Regions from separate parts of the Cricetulus griseus genome. Here region 1 is linked to region 2. A link is a contact called in public Hi-C data. All regions are on one chromosome and are shown on one strand. Each heading gives the region's core, a stretch centred on a gene start, on an enhancer-like site or on the middle of the called end of the contact. The rest is flanking DNA. Distances are from core to core; before and after follow the strand shown.

Region 1 (6,744 bases), core at 2,670-5,169, 61 kb after region 2:
ATTTTAAACCCATGCCAACCCTTCTGAGAAGGCTGCACTGAGAACTCTTTTTTCCTACCGGTGATGACTGTAGGAGACAAGACCCTGACAAGCTAAGAGTGATATGACAGGCATGTACCACTAATACCATTTAAAGTTGGGCCAATTCACTGCTATGGTCCCCATGTTCCAGTGGATAGCCCCACATCCATGCACCTAAGGGCAGCAATAACTGGACTTAGTGGGTTCAAGTCCCAGCCCCTCCATGGCAGCTCACAACTGTCTGTAACTCCAAGATCTGACATCTCCACCCACAAATACATGCAGGTAAAACACCAATGCACATACAATAAAAAATAAAATTAAAGACTTAATTTCAAATAATCACCTCAAGGATTCTGACACAAGGAATTCAGTTGCCAGTCTCAGAAACGGTTGAGAGCTGAACATTACATTGCTCTATACCGACTGTTTCAGTAGAGACCAGGAGCAATTAAGCAACTCAGTTCCTGCTTTCTTGGTGCTTTCAAATCTTCAGAGGAGAAGAAGCATGCCGCCGGCAGGGAGTGCGAGGCAGCAGGTCCTGTGAGGAATATGGGTAAGACCTACAATTGGAACACTAAGAAGGGAGGCAGCCCCTCGGGGCAGATTACTGTGAATAGCTCCCCACAAGGTGGGTGGGTGTATAGCTGGGCTTGGAGGAAAAGACATTTCAACAAATGTGGATGAGATGGATCATTTCAAGGAGGCGGGACTGCACCAAGTGTGAAGAAGGCGGGATCCCACCAAGTATGGAGAAGGCGGGATCCCACCAAGTGTGAAGAAGGCGGGATCCCACCAAGTGTGAAGAAGGCGGGATCCCACCAAGTGTGAAGAAGGCGGGATCCCACCAAGTATGGAGAAGGCGGGATCCCACCAAGTGTGAAGAAGGCGGGATCCCACCAAGTGTGAAGAAGGCGGGACTGCACCAAGTGTGAAGAAGGCGGGACTGCACCAAGTGTGAAGAAGGCGGGACTGCACCAAGTGTGGAGAAGGCGGGATCCCACCAAGTATGGAGAAGGCAGGATTCCACCAAGTGTGAAGAAGGCGGGATCCCACCAAGTGTGAAGAAGGCGGGATCCCACCAAGTATGGAGAAGGCGGGATCCCACCAAGTGTGAAGAAGGCGGGATCCCACCAAGTGTGAAGAAGGCGGGACTGCACCAAGTGTGAAGAAGGCGGGACTGCACCAAGTGTGAAGAAGGCGGGATCCCACCAAGTATGGAGAAGGCAGGATTCCACCAAGTGTGAAGAAGGCGGGATCCCACCAAGTGTGAAGAAGGCGGGATCCCACCAAGTATGGAGAAGGCAGGACTGCACCAAGTGTGAAGAAGGCGGGATCCCACCAAGTATGGAGAAGGCGGGATTCCACCAAGTGTGGAGAAGGCGGGATCCCACCAAGTGTGAAGAAGGCGGGATCCCACCAAGTGTGAAGAAGGCGGGATTCCACCAAGTGTGAAGAAGGCGGGATCCCACCAAGTATGGAGAAGGCGGGATCCCACCAAGTATGGAGAAGGCGGGATTCCACCAAGTATGGAGAAGGCAGGATTCCACCAAGTGTGAAGAAGGCGGGATCCCACCAAGTATGGAGAAGGCAGGACTGCACCAAGTGTGGAGAAGGCGGGATTCCACCAAGTGTGGAGAAGGCGGGATTCCACCAAGTATGGAGAAGGCAGGACTGCACCAAGTGTGAAGAAGGCGGGATTCCACCAAGTGTGGAGAAGGCGGGACTGCACCAAGTGTGAAGAAGGCGGGATTCCACCAAGTGTGGAGAAGGCGGGATTCCACCAAATATGGAGAAGGCGGGATTCCACCAAGTATGGAGAAGGCGGGATTCCACCAAGTATGGAGAAGGCGGGACTGCACCAAGTGTGATTGGGAAGATGGTATTATATCCTTGTTGTTTTTTTAAAAAAATATTTAATTAGAAACTTCATACAAATATTTCTTGTTCATCACATTCCCCTCTCATTTATTAATTTATTAACCCTTCTTATTCTCTTAGAAGGCTTCACATCTACTCCAAGTTGCAAATACCTACATGATTTAATCTATCTCTGCAAAATACAGGAACCACAAAGGAGAGGAAACAGGATATTTGTCTTTTTGAAACTGCTTTAATCAGCTTAATGTTTTTATCTCCAGTTGGATCATTTACATACCCATGACATAAATTTGTTCTTTATGGTGAAAAAAAATTCATTGTGAATACACACACCATTTTCTTTATCCATTCCCGTTGGTTGGTTGGTTTCATAACTTGCTAGTGTAGGTCTAGAACTCAATTTGTGCCTAACTCTCGATCCCCCTCACGCATTAGTGAGTCTGCTTATGTTCTTATTAAGTCCAAAGGGAAAGGTGTGAGGCTTGCAGGAGAGCGCGCAGCCCACAGGGGACAGTGTGTGTGTGTGTGTGTGTGTGTGTGTGTGTGTGTGTGTGTGTGTAGGGGGGTGTCACCTACTATCGGAGCATCACATGGAAGGCACAAAAACTAACTCGAACCCTCCTTGGCTGCAAATTTAGAGAAGTTTACTCGGAATCTCCACCGAGATCTGAACTTGACTACGGATGACCGAAGGCCTTCCAGCCGAAGGGGTCAAACGGGGCTAAGTTCGAAACGGAGAACTTCTTCTCAGAGGGCGTGGACCCGCAGAGTTCTCTGAGGTGGCAGAGGCGAGCTCGCCCAAACCCCAGGCGAGAGCAGCGCTCAGAGCACCGCGGCGGCGCCCAAACCTCGGGCGCTACAAAAGCCTCCCAAACCATCAACTACGCGGTTTCGGACCCGAAGGACCAGGGCCCGCCCAGGAGCCCAGCACCGCGTCCCGATTGGACGAGCTCACTCCTCTCCACCCGTCAATCACATGGCTGTGACGCCACCTTCGCTTCGCCCCGCCCCGCCCCGCTGACGCCACAGTCGGCCTTCTTAGGTCCTCTCTGGCCGTGCCCGCCGCGCCTCTGCTTCCCGAGCTGCTGGTCTCCTTTTCCGTTCTCCCTCTGTCAGGAGCGCAGCGCGGGCCGGAGCCGACGGCGGCGTTTCCCCGCGCCCGTCCCTCCGGAGAGCGTTCCTCGCAGTTGTGACGCACAGGCACACCCCGCCCACCCGCTCACCGCCTCCACTTGCGATTGGCTGCAGCCCGCGTCTGTCACGCAGCACCCCCCTCCCTCCCCGCGCTGGACTCCCGAGAGACATCCGGGAGGCCACGCCCCGTCCCCGCTTCGCCCTGTGATTGGCTGAGGGCACTGGCATGCTTTCCCGCCCCGGCCCCCTCCGGAGCCTCGGGAGGCCCGTGGGACCCCGCGGAAGTTGTCGGCCAAACCCCTCCCTCCGCCCCCCCCCCCAGGACCGCCCCCGGGCCGCGGGAGCGCGCACGGCAAGCACGCGCACGGCGCCCCCTGCCCGCCCCACCGCCGCCGCAGCCATCCGCCGCCGCCGCCCCGCGCCGTCCCAGCCGCCCGCTCGAGTTGTAGCAGTCGCTCGCCCGGCGTGCTCCGTGGGCGTCGTGTGCGCGCGGGGGAGCAGAGCCAGGGCGACGCTCGCTCGCAGGGTCCGGGCGCGGGTGGCCGCCGCGGCGCGATGAGGGGCGCGGCGCTGACGGACAGGCAGGGCGAAGCGCTCGGCGGCGGCTCGCGCGGACCGGCGATGGCAGCAGCGCCCCGGGAGGAGGCTCCCGGCCGGGCGGACGGCGCGGGTAGCGGCCTCTGAGGAGCCGCCGGGGCTCCGCGCGCTGAAAGGGGGCGCCGAGCGCGCCCGCGGTCCGCACCCCGCGCTCGCCCCCAGCCGTCGTCCAAACTTCGGGCTCACCTCCGCCCGCCGCTCGCCCGCTCGCCCCCCCTCGGCGGGCGTCCAGCACACTTGTGGCGGCCGCGCCGCGCCCCCCTCCCCCCCCCCGTCCGCCGGCCGGGATGCGGCCGTGAGGCGCTGTCGGGCGGGGAGCAGCTCGCGGAGCGCCAGGCGGCGCGCCCGGGCCCGGGGCGCAGGGGCGCAGGCTCGCCGCGCCCGTCCCTCGCCGACTCCCCGGGCCAGCCGGGCTCCCGGGCCGCGGAGATGTCGTCGCCGTCGCCGCCCGCGCCGGTTTCCTGCGCCGCCGCCATCTCGGCCGCGGAGAAAGTGGACGGCTTCACCCGGAAATCGGTGCGCAAGGCGCAGAGGCAGAAGCGCTCGCAGGGCTCGTCGCAGTTCCGCAGCCAGGGCGGCCAGGCGGAGCTGCACCCCCTGCCCCAGCTCAAAGGTAAAGCCGGCGCGCTCGCCCGCCCGCCCCCAGCCTCCCCCCCCACCCCGGCGAGCCCCGCACCTCTTCCCACATGCCCCCGGTGGCGGCCCCGGGGACCCCGACTCCCCACTCGGCCGAGCCTCTGCCCTGGCTCCCCCCAGGCTTCGCCAGCTGCTGCTTCACTTTCTCTGCTCGCCCCTCGGTCGCCAGACCCGGGGTCCGAGTGCGCTGGCTGCTGCCCCGAGTGTGGAGAGGCGTCGGTGTCAGCCCCCAGAAGACCGCGGGTGTCTCTGGAGAGGTGTGCGGGGAGGACTGTGTCTGTGCCGTGCACCGGCAGCTCGGTTCCCGCGGCTGTGCCTGCCGGCACCTCGTGAGTGAGGTTTTGCACGGTGGTTCAAATTGGTGTGGTGCCCAATGCCTTGCAGGAGTGCTTGGCACTTCTTTTGGCTCACTTACTTTTCCCACTGGGTTTGGGGGCTTTTCACGAAGTTGTTTTCCTGGCGCTCTTGCTTGTCCTTTTGAGAATTACTTGCATTTGGTTTAATGGTCTTAACGCCTTTGCGTCTTATGAGCTGGATGTCACTGTGGGAAGATAATTACGCTCCTAGGTATTTGAGAAATTCTTGCAAACCTGATAGGAGTCTAGAGAATGATTTACAAGGCCAACAAATTAAGGGCTCATGCCTAAATAGATAAACGATCAGCAGAGTTTTCAGTGCGTTTGACAGAGATCCAGCATCCTTTCTTTCAAGGCCAGTCTGGTTCTGATTTGTCTTTGGGTCTGTGAATCCTAACTTAGTCCGTCAGGCAAGGAAGGAGTGTAAAGAAAATCCCAGCTCAACAGTTGACCAACAACAGATTGGGAACCCCGTTCAGACCCGACATCTGCCTCTTGGGGTGCGTCTGAGTCAAGGACACACCACAGCGGACTTTTGAAAAGAGTGTATAAATGTTCAATGTGTATTTCCTTTGTTGTTGACATACTAGGATTGTTTGAATTGATAACAGCGCGGTCAGTGGAGTGCAGCCATAGCCGTGAAACAATCCTGTCTTACCTGTTAGGCTATTGAATCACTATTCAGAGGTTTAAGTTTTTATACAAAAGTTATTTTGTACTTGGTTGTTTTTCATTAGTTTATCGAGTTATTTTTAGCTTGAAGTCTTGATACTAGTATTTTTCTTTCATATTTAATCCTCTCAAGTGAGTTATTCTTGTTCTTCATATTGTACTTTAGTGCTTTTACCTAATAATTTGATTTTAAACATCTGGTTAGTCTCAAGAGCTGCAGTTTTAATAGGTCTTTGCCTTTAAAGCTGACAGAAATTTATAGAATCACTAACCCTATTCTCAGTACATGGGGTCTGACTCAAGAAGTTGCAGGTACCATAAGTTGCGTTTATGTACAGAATTTGGTCAGTAGTAGAAAAAAAGTTGAAACTCCAGACCGATTTTAGATATTTGTTTGTGTTCTATTCCTAAAGGTGTTACTCGCTATAAACTGATGAAGATTCAATTGAGGAAATAAAACTTTTACTTGGAAATAAAACCCTAGAGTAGGAAAAAGAACTTTTACTGTAGTTGCCAAAATGCTTTGAAAAATTGAATTGTTTTACTTGGTACTTTGGCAGTGCCCTTGATACAACAGTGTTGCATGTTTTTTCTGCCAGTAGTATTTCTCCCCCACTTAGGGGTTTAACAAAAACACCACCAGAAAGCCCTTTAGTATGAAAGAGAATTCTTCCTGCTCTGAAATACAGTCTTACTGTGGAGTGATTCAGATATCCGTGGGCATCCGAGATCTTTCAAGTATTTATATCAACCTGCTTACTCTACACTTTGTCCACACGGATCCGGACTGGAAAGATGCCAAGTAGTTTTCTTAAAAGCAGACTGTGAGTAAGGATTAACAAAACAGTACAACCTTTTCAGTTTATTTTTGCAAAATCATGTAGGTGAGTGGGCTGCATGATTTTTAATGTTGAAAACGTTCAAAATAAATAGTAAGTTCCTCTGAGCTGGGTGCTGGGAAATAAAATTAGGAAAATTATATATGAATCTTTTTTTTTTTTCTGGCCTGGCAACTTACATTCATGTAGGATGTAATTTTTTTTTCACCTAAAACTTGCTATTTGATAATGAATAATTAGGAAACTTGTCATTTAAAATAGGTAGTCTTTCAGTGTCTCTAGTCTGTTTTGTTTTAAATTTCTGGGAGGATTGGCTTGGTAAAACAGCTGATTGCTTATATGTATAATAACAGCTTAGTATTTCAAATGGTTATCTTTAAAAAGACAAACCAGTGTTGTCCCTGACAACTGGAACAACCCAAAATGTGTATTGTTGACCCTTGTCATCTGCCTTTTCACACCTACTGTGGTTTTGCTGTTATTTGACAGTCTAGGGCTCAGTATTTTCACAAATATCTTTCTTTGGTTGACACTAGTAACTATTTAGGAGACAGTTGAGGCTTAAGAAGGTTAGTTTCAGGCGGTTATCTGCAGGGTGCTTCATCGGA
Region 2 (6,869 bases), core at 226-2,725:
GTAGGTGTTTTTACCTGCATACATATCTGTGTACCACTTGTACACAACACCTCTAGGAGGCCAGAAGACATTGGATCTCTGGAACTGGAGTAACAGACAGCTGGGAGCCACAATTCAGGTGCTGGCAATTGAACCTGGATCCTCTGGAAGAGCAGCCAGTGCACGTAACCACTGAGCCATCTCTCCAGCCATTATCTTATTTTAAACTGTATGTGTGGATGTGTGTTTGTGTATGTCTGCAAATGTTCGAGCACATGAATGCAGATGCATACAGAGGCCACAGGTATTGGATCCACTGAAGTTAGTCAGTTGTGAGCCATGTGATGTGGGTGTTGGGAATTGAACTCAGGTCCTCTGCAAGCTCAGCAAGTGCTTTTAACCACCGAGCCGCCTCTCAACCCCAAATGTATCACTCTGAAGTATAGCGCTGCCATTTTTCTATAGGGCTCCTCCAGCTGGCTTACAATCATGGCCTCACAGTCACTGCCACGTGCCTCACCTGTTTGTATGTGGGAGGCATAAGAGTCCCCGATGCCAGGGTGGTGTCTCAGTTCACTTTTCATCCCCAAACTTGTTAATTCAAATAGCTACAGAGGCTGGGGAGACGGACCCCATCAGGGGCACTTGCTGCTCTTTCAGACGATACTGTTCCCAGCACCAGGTGCTGGGAGGTTCATGGTAACGTCCAACACTCTCTTCTGGCCCCAAACATGCATAGACACATGCCCAGACAGACAGATGGACACAAATCAGAAACAAAATATATCATAAAGACAAGCACTCATATACATAAATCAGAAACAAAATCTTTGAAAATTAAAAATAAAATAGCTAATTAACGGAGCTCAGGTTGCGATAACAAAATGCCATTATCTGGTGTTTCTAGATTGAGAGGCCCAGGGCTGACATGGTGTCAGCTTTAGGGCTTGGTGTGGGCTCTCTCTTTCATAGATGTGTGCCCTCTCCTGCTAGAAGGGAAGAATAAAACTTGCTTACGCCTGTTTTATAAGGATGCCCCTCCCAGGAGAGTCTACTCCCATAACTCCATCCAATCCAATTAAGTCCCAACCAGCTCACCTCTTAGCTCCACCATGAGAGGAGGGATTTCAAGACACAGATTGGAGAAGGGAAAGGGGGGACACAGCCATGGATGATTGTCAGCCACCATGTGGAGGCTGGGAACTGAACCTGGGTCCTCTGTAAGAACCCTCAGTGCTCTTAACCTCTGAGTCATCTCTGCAGCTCATGGATTCTCTTTTTAAGCCACACGCTCGCTATTGACAACCTGCCTCCCCCACAGCCCTTATCTCATCCTCACAATTCCAGGGAGCTACAGATTAAGATGAAACCAACATGTGGAGGGGGTGGTGTGAGCATCTGAGCCTCAGAATCTACAAAGAGAGCCCTAGTCAGCCCTGGGAGACATAGATTACAACAAGAGACTTAGGGACTGGGGTTGACCCACACACTCTCTTAACTCCTAAGAATGCCAAGAATTTACCAAGATTATGAAAGGTGGATTCCTGTGGGCAAGAGAGGGAGAGCTAGAAAGAGACAAGTCTTAACGAAAAACACAGGAGCTCAGGCAACACCAGCTACCTAATGACAGCTCAGTGTAAAATTAAAAGCCCAAAGCTCCTGCTCAAAAATGATTAGAAATTTCAAGACAACAACCACAGAACATGGGGCCCTGAGGAGCACAGAGGCCAATGCACCACACACACACACACACACACACACACACACACACACACACACACACACACACACACAAGCCTGTTACTATACATAGGCGGCCAAGCCAGGAGGCCCTAGGCAAATGTAACCCTACAAGGGGTTACTTCTACCAACACCTGTTTCATTTACATTTTAGAGATATAAAAAGGAGGGAATCCTTCCCATACCTGGGATGGGAAGCTATGACTACCTCATGCTTGCCAGGACACTCAGCAGTGGTGAATGGCATTCAGGAAGCACAAGAGTTAACCAGGCAGGCGCCAAAAAGAGATGGTATTACATCACCAGGTCTTCTGAGAAACGTCTTAATTCCTTTGTGAGGGCTCCAGCCACATGATCCAGACACCAAGTAATGGGCCCTGGCTCTCAATGTTGCAACTCTAAGGACTTCTTGGGGAACGTACTCCTGAGAGCTGACAGGGCAGTGCCTGTGTGTCCAAGATCGCTCTTCCTGGGAGAGCCTGTCCCTCCAGCAGCTTATACAGAGCTCCTTTTGGTGTGTGGTTGAGCTCCTCCCTGGGCAGGCACGTTGTGTGGACAGAGCCTACACCTGCTGGTTGGTGCACCTTTCCGTGCTCACTGTGCTCACACAACACCTGTAATGACAAACTTGCCCACGTCTAGGCCAGGCCCTGGGTCCAAGTCTATAGCCAAGGTAAATTCTCAGTTCCTCAGTATGGTTTGACTTTAGGTCCCAATTCCAGGTTCCCAGGGTGCTTTGTATATTCTGCTAGGACCAAGCCTCAGCCTCTTCCAAAAATCAGACATTTCACCTCCTATCACCCGACCCAGGCATCAACAACCTGATCACCAGTGCTTGCTGCTGGAACCCCAAAATGCTGTAAGCTGTGTGAGCATCTCGAGGTGGGTTTGGGTGACCTTAGCAATGGCTCTGTCACGTTGGGCTCCCTAGGTCACCTACTCATCCATCTCTCCAGTAACCAGTCCCAGGCCTTGCTTTTCTGTCCTCAGGACTCGCCCATTTCTCAATGCTCTGACAAGGCATGGATTTAGATTCCCAGCTGACTGACACTCAGCAAGGATTAAGGATGTGGCTGCCAAGCCCTTGAGAGCCTTCATGTCAGAATGAGGGTGAATCCTGCTATAACAATAAGTCTTTCTGCTGCAGCCACCCAAGCCCTGCTTCCATGTGGGTGCTTTCCACTAGGCTGCCCGAGTTCCACCTCCCGCCACATTAAGGTCCCAAGTAACACAGAGAGACTTGTATTAGGTACAAATGCTGCTTGGCCAATGACTAGGATTCTTATCTGCTAGCTCAGTCTTAATTATCATAAATCTATATATTTTATAAGGCTTATCTTATTAAGGATGCCTTCCGCTGGCACCCTCTCTTGCTAGCAGATCACATGGTGACTCCAGAGCAGAGACCAGGAGGAAGAGCAAAAGAAAAGGAACGACTTCCTTCTTGTCCTTGCTTATATATGAGTCTGCCTGCTATGTCACTTCCTGCCTGGATTGCAAGACTTCTTTACTACATTTCCCAGAATCCTCCTTGACTCCTAGTCCCGCCTAACCTGCTTCTTCATTGGCCAATAGTACTTTATTCAACAACCAATAAGATAAACATATACAGAAAGACATTTCCCATCATCCTGCCTCTTTCCTACTGGGAGCAAAGCTCTCGGCCTCCTCCCAAGGTCTTTAAGGGATAGTTTGTGAGAGGATGGTCTTGGACCAGGCATGAGGAGAGTTGATAGTGGGAGTCACCACGTTCCATTCTACCTGAGAGCTGGGGACCCTGCCTGGCAAACAGCCTTCATAACTAATGACCTCCAGAAAAATAGCTACTTTACACAGCTGAGGATAAGGGGACAGAAGGCCAAGAAAGAGGGTTTTTTTGTTTTGTTTTGTTTTTATGTATCTTTCTCCACTCCCAAGTCTGCATTTTAGAATTCCTGAAACCCTGATGGGGATGGAGTGTGGGGGGTAGGGGGTGAATCTCCAATGCCATGTTGAAAGATCCAATGTAGATAATGTTTCCCTTTAGGGCCACCAGGTCACAGCAGGTTAGAGCCACAGGCCTCAGTGGTGAGTGTCACTGTGTCTTGGTCTTTTTCCTGTTGCTATGACAAGATACCCGAAAGAAGCCGCTGTTTAAGTTTATTGAACCAGCAGTTTGTTCTGGCTCACAGTTTCGGGGTGCTGTCTATTGGGGTAGGGATATCAACACAGCAGCAGGCTGGCTTTCTCCACTTAAGACATCCCAGGATGCCCCGCCCAGGGAGTGGTCTTCCCACATCGGTAAACTAAAGACAGTCCTCCACAGGCATGTTCAGAGGCCCATCTCCTTGGAGATTCTCTCAGGTTGACAATTAACACTAACCTCACACACCCATGGCAAAGAATCAGGCTCCACAGGGCTCCCCTGAGGGCCTGGATGGACTGCGATGAGGAAGCTGGGGTTGCCTCTGACCCCTTCAGTCCTTCCAGGGGAGAACGGAGCCTGACCTGTGAGGAGACCAAGCAGAAGAATGGGCAATGAGGGAAGTGGCCAGGGCACCATGTCAGGGTCTTTCAATCCACAGGCGTTATGTCCCTGCTTCTCCCAGATGTACCAGGTCCATCTTCTATAGACTCCAGGCCTCTGAGTGGGGTATAAATGGAGTAACTCTTTAGGCTTACATTTTTTCCCCTGTAAACTAAGAAAGTTTAAAGCAAATAAGGTTGATATATTAATTATTTTGGCATCAATAACTAATTAATGACTAATTAATTAGTCAACATCTCCAAGCCACCAAAGGCTAATGAAAGGCAGCTTAAAAGGTATTGCCTTCAGCGAGACAAAAATTTTAAACCCAGGCCTGGCGGTGATGGTGCACGCCTTTGATCCCAGCACTCAGGAGGCAGAGGCAGGTGGGTCTCTGTGAGTTCGAGACCAACCTGGTCTACAAGAGCTAGTTCCAGGACAGCCTCCAAAGCCACAGAGAAACCCTGTCTCAAAAAACATAAACCAAAACAAAGCAAAAACAAAAACAAAAAAATTTAAACCCTAGGAAAAAATGTTTTTTTAATCTAGTGAGACAGAAGTTTCATGAGTAACTTGATTCCAGAGCAGTAGAATGTGTGTCTGGCCTTTCTGACTGTTGAATTCAGCCTACAAAGCACCTACTGGGTGCTAGGCAGTATGTGAAGAATGGAGACCAGATGAGCATGCCACGTCACGGTAGTTAGACAGCAGACACAGACAGATGAGGGCCCTCTGGAAAATGTGGCCCCTCTGTGTATGGCTGGGCAGGGTAGGGCAGGGCAGCAAGTAGGGGTATGGTGAGGGTGTGGGGAGGTGGCACACTCTGGATGCACTGCACTGAAGACACACTGTCTGCATCTATCTATCCCTGTTTCACTATTCTAACAGGATAAGGTCCATGTTGGAGGGCTGGAGGGCAAGTCAGGACCTCGAAGGGAAAGGCCATTTCCATCCGCAGTCAGGGCGCTGAGAGGAGAAGTTATGGGGCCCAGTGTTCCCTTTCTCTCCAGGCCCGGACCCTGCTTCCCCACACTCGGGTAGATCTCCCTTTCTCAGTGAAGCCTCTCTGAAGATGAGAATCCCTTCATAGACACACCCAGAGGTAGGTTCCCATGGAGATCCTAAATCCAGCCAAGGAACAGTGAAGATGAGCAACCACCAACACCTACTGAAGGGCCCACCACCAGAGGCCAAGCTCGGGCGAGGAGAGCTCAGGGAGGTCTGGGGACAGGGACAAGGGGGGCCCATGGGAGTGACAGCAGATAGGTGTTGGCCAAGTGGGGAGGACGTGGATCAGCTGGGCCCTGGGGACCGTACCCAGTGTGCATTTCATCTCGTCCTGCTGAGAGGAAGCCAGAATTAGCGTAGGCAAGAGAGGAGCGGGGCATGCTGGCCTTCCAGAGATTGGCCACTGGGAGAAAGGGGCCAGCGGGGAGGGGGTGGGTTAGTTAGGCGAGGATGGTGGGTTAGTTAGGCGAGGATGGTGGGTTAGTTAGGCGAGGATGATGGGTTAGTTAGGCCAGGATGATGGGTTATAAAAGGATGGTGGGTTAGTTAGGCGAGGATGGTGGGTTAGTTAGGCGAGGATGGTGGGTTAGTTAGGTGAGGATGGTGGGTTAGTTAGGTGAGGATGATGGGTTAGTTAGGCGAGGATGGTGGGTTAGTTAGGTGAGGATGATGGGTTAGTTAGGTGAGGATGGTGGGTTAGTTAGGCGAGGATGGTGGGTTAGTTAGGTGAGGATGATGGGTTAGTTAGGTGAGGATGGTGGGTTAGTTAGGCGAGGATGGTGGGTTAGTTAGGTGAGGATGGTGGGTTAGTTAGGTGAGGATGGTGGGTTAGTTAGGCGAGGATGGTGGGTTAGTTAGGTGAGGATGGTAGGTTAGTTAGGTGAGGATGGTGGGTTAGTTAGGTGAGGATGATGGGTTAGTTAGGTGAGGATGGTGGGTTAGTTAGGCGAGGATGGTGGGTTAGTTAGGTGAGGATGGTGGGTTAGTTAGGTGAGGATGGTAGGTTAGTTAGGTGAGGATGGTGGGTTAGTTAGGCGAGGATGGTGGGTTAGTTAGGTGAGGATGATGGGTTAGTTAGGTGAGGATGGTGGGTTAGTTAGGCGAGGATGGTGGGTTAGTTAGGTGAGGATGGTGGGTTAGTTAGGTGAGGATGGTAGGTTAGTTAGGTGAGGATGGTAGGTTAGTTAGGTGAGGATGGTGGGTTAGTTAGGCGAGGATGGTAGGTTAGTTAGGTGAGGATGGTAGGTTAGTTAGGTGAGGATGGTGGGTTAGTTAGGTGAGGATGGTGGGTTAGTTAGGCGAGGATGGTAGGTTAGTTAGGTGAGGATGGTAGGTTAGTTAGGTGAGGATGGTGGGTTAGTTAGGTGAGGATGGTAGGTTAGTTAGGTGAGGATGGTGGGTTAGTTAGGTGAGGATGGTAGGTTAGTTAGGTGAGGATGGTGGGTTAGTTAGGTGAGGATGGTGGGTTAGTTAGGCGAGGATGGTGGGTTAGTTAGGTGAGGATGGTGGGTTAGTTAGGTGAGGATGGTAGGTTAGTTAGGTGAGGATGGTGGGTTAGTTAGGTGAGGATGGTAGGTTAGTTAGGTGAGGATGGTGGGTTAGTTAGGCGAGGATGGTGGGTTAGTTAGGTGAGGAT

The links. Hi-C and Micro-C count contacts between places; a contact is called where the count stands out from the background.
Region 1: a Hi-C map of fibroblasts shows a contact between it and region 2, with 1.9 times the contacts expected there. The contact joins the promoter of Ppp2r5a here to the enhancer-like site in region 2. A contact is called at or near these places in 2 of 8 Hi-C or Micro-C datasets (the CHK-Q cell line and fibroblasts).

Annotation. Positions count from the first base shown.
Region 1 is chr5:3,649,885-3,656,628 of CriGri-PICRH-1.0, forward strand. It overlaps Ppp2r5a (serine/threonine-protein phosphatase 2A 56 kDa regulatory subunit alpha isoform), which reads left to right and starts at 3,920. Exons shown (of 13, transcript XM_027418680.2): 1 at 3,920-4,246. The coding sequence starts at 4,063.
Region 2 is chr5:3,591,691-3,598,559 of CriGri-PICRH-1.0, forward strand. No RefSeq gene overlaps it. Among named protein-coding and RNA genes, the nearest start is that of Dtl, 37 kb to the left of the region's middle. Within about 2 kb of position 1,476, at least 1 of the 6 cell types and tissues checked has open chromatin away from gene starts, as enhancers often do. A contact at or near this core is called in fibroblasts, where this site is marked.